Linked DNA regions of Triticum aestivum: region 2 is linked to region 1. A link is a contact called in public Hi-C data. All regions are on one chromosome and are shown on one strand. Each heading gives the region's core, a stretch centred on a gene start, on an enhancer-like site or on the middle of the called end of the contact. The rest is flanking DNA. Distances are from core to core; before and after follow the strand shown. Region 1 holds the start of LOC123062861 (probable inactive receptor kinase At2g26730). Region 2 holds the start of LOC123062862.

Region 1 (2,791 bases), core at 135-2,634:
CTATGTGCTCAGCCTCGGAGTCCTTCTTCCACGATGCTTGGTCTTCAGCAGCCCCGCCGGACTCGGCGGAGCGGTGCTTCATCCTACTCATTGATGGCGACGTATCTCGGTGGCGTGGCGCAGTGGAGATTCGGCGTCCGCTGTGTGGCAATGGACTCGCGCAGGAGGACGAAACTGTTTGGTGTCGTGGTGACGTAGTGGCCAGACAAGGTAGAAGCCTCAATATTTGCTCTGAAGACGGACCTGTGGAAGATGGCGGCGACGACACATGAGTGCGTCGGACCGGTTTGTACCCCATACGCGGTATGTGGCTCGGCTGGGGCTTCCGGCTTTTGATGTTAGGTTTAAGTAAGTGGTCTGGGTAGTGGCCCAGCTAGCACCCCTTCATCATTTTGATGTTAGGATTAGATGAGTGGTCTGGGTAGTGGCCCAGCTAGCACGTCTTCATCATTTGGATATGAGTAGCGACAAATATTGCCAAGATGACGGATTCAGACATATTGTTGTAATACTTTGTAAGGTCCTCAAAAATAATCAATAAAGATGCAGAGGGCGGGGGGCATCCTCTTTTTCTAAAAAAAAATCTCTTTACATGTGGCAGCATATCATTGGTGCCAAAAATATTGGGTACATACTGTTGCCGTGTCGACCACCCCTCCGTATTCCGTTTTCGTTGACGATAATGAAAACTGGGAGCGTGATGCTTGTCAATTCGAAAAAGAAGAAGAGTACCAGGTGGCACTTGTGGTAAGCAATGCAAACCTGATAAATGTTACACGTGTGGTCCTGATGATTTTTTTTGACAACTTTAGTTATGAAGCATGTTAATTTTCTGTTTGCATGACAAGTTTGAATTTTTTTGAGATTTGTTCTTTTTTGAATGGCAACTTTAGTACCTCCTCCGTAAAATAATATAAGAGCATCTAAAATACTGTTTTAGTGATTTAAACGCTTTTATATTAGTTTATAGAGGGAGTACTATAAAAAACGGCATGTCCGTATTACTTCGTGTCACAAGTGTAGCACTTATCATCTGGAAAAGAAAAAGAAGATGAGTAAAAACACCTTCCCATTTGCAATCATGCCGCGGGCAAAATAAGATGGAAAAATGATGGCATAAACGGTATTGTAGGCGGCTCACTCCATCGTGTCTCGGCGACATGCGGAGTAGAGTGGACATGATGCCAAATGCCATGCATATGCATGCATGCATATGATCCACCGCTTACTTACGATCCAAGCCAAGCCCGGATCCGAGGAGAATGTTCCAACGGCTAATGCTCTGCCTCCATGGCGCGCACGTGCAAATGGCGGCAGCGCCACTCTCTCTGTCTCCACTCTGTCGGCAACAGAGTCAGCCTATAACCACATGAAACTCCAGATCCTGTGCCAAGCCAGGCAACCCAACCTGTACATAAGACACTTGACATAGCTCGCTCCCATCCACACACCCTCAACCTGTGGCAGTCGGTGTAGCTCGCTCGCGAGCCAAGCAAGCGCCTCTCAAATGCCGAGGCCGCGTTCTTCCCAGCCGTGGCCGCAGCACACCATCAGACTTGCCAAGCGGCGGCGCACGCGCACACAGATGGCCGCGATCCCACCACGAACGCCGGTGCTGCTGCTGGCGCTGGCCGTCGCCGCTCTCGGCTGCCACGCCGTGGAGCCGCCGAAGCAAGAGCGGACGGCGCTGCAGTCCTTCCTCGCCGCCTTGCCGCACGAGCGCGATCTGGGCTGGAACTCGCCGTCCGCGCCCTCGGCGTGCCTCTGGCCCGGCGTCACCTGCGACGCGAGCAACGCCACGGTCGTCGCCGTCCGCCTCCCCGGCGTCGGCCTCGCCGGCGCCCTCCCCGCCGGCAAGCTCGGCCAGCTCCGGGGCCTCCATACGCTCTCCCTCCGCAACAACCGCCTCTTCGGCGCCATCCCCGCCGACTTCTTCGCGCTGCCCCTGCTCCGCTCGCTCTACCTCCAGGGGAACCGTCTCTCCGGCTCCATCCCGCCCGATGTCGCCGGGCTCGCGGCGCTCCGGCACCTCGCGCTCTACGACAACCACCTGTCCGGTGAGATACCGGCCGCATTCGCCGGCCTGAGGGAGCTGCGGTTGCTTAGGCTCGACGGCAACCGCCTCTCCGGTGGCCTTCAGAGCCTGAGCGGCTTCCAGCGGCTCGAGGTGTTTAATGTCTCGGACAACCAGCTCGCCGGCGCCGTCCCGGATTCCCTCGAGCGCTTCCCGCCAGAGTCATTCGCCGGCAACCTCCGGCTCTGCGGCGAACCCCTCGACAAGCCATGCCCGTCCCCCGGCGGCGGCGTCGTCCCGCCGGTGCAAGAGAAGAAGAGGAAGCGGCTCTCCGGCACGGCGGTCGCGGCCATCGCCGTGGGCGCCGCTGCTGGCGCGCTGCTCGTTCTCATCCTGCTCGTGCTCTGCTTTGTCCGCAGCCGCCGGGACGACGCGGCAGCCAGCGGCGACGACAGGAACAAGGCGCCCACGCCGGCAACGCCGGTGAGAGGGCACACGCTGACGCCGTCGACGGTGTCAGGCGAGATGACCGACCTGACGTCTTCAAAGGAGATACCCTCGGCAGCGGGCGGCGGCGCGGCGGAGATGATGAGGAGCCGGCTGGTGTTCATGGGCGGCGGCGGCTACAGCTTCGACCTGGAGGACCTGCTGCGGGCGTCGGCGGAGGTGCTGGGGAACGGCGTCGCGGGGCCGACGTACAGGGCGACGCTGGAGGACGGGACGACGGTGGCGGTGAAGCGGCTGAAGAACGTGGCGGCGGAGCGACAGGAGTTCGCG
Region 2 (2,733 bases), core at 30-2,529, 150 kb after region 1:
ATACTAAGATCTGCTCATCATTTGAGTGGTCTCATTAGTCCATTTATATGTCAACATTAATACCAAATCTTCCACGGGTCATGCGTCTAACGCCCAGGCCAAATCTACAAGGTACCGCAAAGTATATGGTTATACATGCCCTTGGTGCCCTGTTGACTTGCTGCCAATGCCAAGTACTCCCTTCGTTTCTTCTTAGTTCTTACGATGCGTATAAAGTTTGTTTGAATCAAAACTATGTAAAGTTCCATCAATTACATCTTAGAAAATATCAACATTTGCATTGAAAAAGTTATATAGCATACAAATTAATTTCATGATGCATCGAATTATATTTTTCTTATATAGTTGATCAAATTTCATGAAGTTTGACTTCTGACAAAATTTTATATATGCAAACTAGAAACAGCCAACAAGGCGACAGCCAACAAGGCGTAAACCCCCACTGGCCCACTTAGCTCGGATCGGCAACAACCAACAAGGTGTCAACACTGGCTCGTCCCGATTCACCAAGGCACTCCGCTAGGCACGCAGACGCAAGGTTAGACCGAGAAAGACGAGCGATGCATTTAAGAAGCAGGGCGAGAAACCTTTTCTCCGGAGCAAGAGATTTTTTCGCCATTGCAACCGTCATCAAGACGAGTGAAAATCACTCGTCTTAATTACTTGCACTTCTAGAAGTATATCTGACCTCTGGGCAGGAAATAAAGCCAAACATTTGTTCAAAATTCACTTGCCCCGTCTCAATTACTTCACCTTGTGTTTCTATTTCTGGCCTCCTCGCCGAAAACTGATCCGAACATTCCTGCAAGATTCACGCCTTTGTCTTGACCACCAGCATTTCCAAATCGGGCCTCTGTGCCGGGCCGGAGGGACTACGTGGCTGGCACGAACCGGTTAGCCGAAAACAGGGGCCTGAACCGGTAGCAGCAGCTTCCATTACACGGCGCCAGACGCGCGTGCCTCTGCCCGTCCCCGCCCGATACGACACGACCCTCCCACGACACGGTCGCACGGACACGATACCCCGCGTCGCCGGATCCGACGGCGGCCGCACGAGCGCACGATATTCTCGCGCGGGTTTCTCGCCCCGGCAACCGCGCATTTATTACCAACTCGCCTTTTTACATTTCACCCCCTAGCATATCCCGCAACGAACAGAAACACCCCCGAGACAAGCAGCGCGAGGGGCCAAGTGTAATTTACAAACTCCTCGGGGGCGCGGCGGCGAAGCGTGTAGGACTTTTGCTTCGGCGAGCTCTCCCTCTTCTCCCCTCACAGGCAGGTCGCTCGCTCGCCCACACACTGTCAAGTTCAACTCCCCGCTCCGCTCCCCCAAAGATTCCAAATTTTCCCAAATCGCTGGCCTCAATCGCCCGCGCCCCCGCCGAATCCCCAGATCCCCACCTCCTCCCGCGCGCCCCGGCCCCCAGCTCCGCCCAATTCTAGGGTTCCCCGCCCGTACGCCAGCTCCCCACCGCCAGATTAGGGTTTCCATCTCGCATTCCGCCCTCCCGGAGCTTCCCCTTCCGGGCGATTGGAGCCGGAGAGGAGCGTCCGGCCGCGGCGAGCTGCGGGTTCCCTCTGCCTAGGGCCTGGATTTCCGGCGGCGGGGGGGATGTCGTGAACGCCGGAGCTTGCTTGCTTGCTCTTCCCCGTCCGTCGGGGAGCTGAGGTGAGCTGAGCTGAGCTCAGGCTAGGCTAGGGTTTCGTGCTGCGTGCTCCGTCAGCGAGGAGGGCAGCCGGAGATGTTCTACTCGCAGTTCATCTTGGCCAAGAAGGGCCCGCTCGGGACCATATGGATCGCCGCGCACTTGGAGCGCAAGCTCCGCAAGAACCAGGTCACGGACACGGACATCGGCGTCTCCGTAGGTGGGTGGTTTCCGCTGCCTCACAAGCTCTCTTTCGGATCTGCCCTGCTTGCCATGCAGAGTGGCAGAAAAAATATGTTCTTTTGCTAATGCTCATTTCATTGCTGCTGTATCTGTCAACACTTAAAATTTGCCATATTTGGCGCGTTTATGGCGTTGATGTATGCGTATTGCCTAGTTATTGCTTAGTTATTGCTAGTGGATTAGTAAAGATGTTACCTTTTTGCCGGCTGCTAGCCTAGCCAGCTCCTAGTCGTCCCCAGCGGACGTGTGATTAGTTGCTGAGTATGCCAACAAGCTGCTTTTTTTTATGTATATGCTCGACTGCTGGATTACTGGTATTGTACTACATGGTATTTATCTGCTTTGCTACTGCCTGAGTAGTGCGTAGAAGTTTTCAACCCATTTGAGTTAGTTAAGTAATGTTAACAGTCCAGGTGCATTTCTATATAGTCTTGATGGGATCTTGAAAAGAGCCATGCTTTTAGAGCTTTCCTATTGTGGTTCATTGCTTTCTAGGAGTGAAAGGAAATGTCACCTTGATCCTCGCTAGTCGCTGGGTCACCAAGAGTCACAAAGGTCTAAGTTTATTGTATATCCATGGCTATCGGTGGACTTTGTTTCGAGAACTAGGTACCGGTGGACTTGTAAAGTCTATCATAGTGGTTATGTAATGCTTATAGTCCAAGAATGTTAGCAGCTTCCTGATGCCTCATGTCTCATGTGTACTTGTCTACGGGCTATGGCCTAAGGATAATAGTTCATCTTTCTAGGCATACTACTCCTTGACTAGTTTTTCGTGTTTTGTCGTATCTGTTTTCGGGGAGTGTATTTATGCATTGTGCATGCGATGAATAGCAACATT

Evidence for each region. Hi-C and Micro-C count contacts between places; a contact is called where the count stands out from the background.
Region 2: a Hi-C map of leaf shows a contact between it and region 1, with 4 times the contacts expected there. The contact joins the promoter of LOC123062862 here to the promoter of LOC123062861 in region 1. A contact is called at or near these places in 2 of 5 Hi-C or Micro-C datasets (both in leaf) and 1 of 1 datasets of contacts at active chromatin or transcription factors (leaf).

The regions. Positions count from the first base shown.
Region 1 is chr3A:645,174,184-645,176,974 of IWGSC CS RefSeq v2.1, forward strand. LOC123062861 (probable inactive receptor kinase At2g26730) reads left to right here and starts at 1,385. Exons shown (of 2, transcript XM_044486544.1): 1 at 1,385-2,791. The coding sequence starts at 1,508.
Region 2 is chr3A:645,324,119-645,326,851 of IWGSC CS RefSeq v2.1, forward strand. It overlaps LOC123062862, which reads left to right and starts at 1,280. Exons shown (of 16, transcript XR_006429922.1): 1 at 1,280-1,869.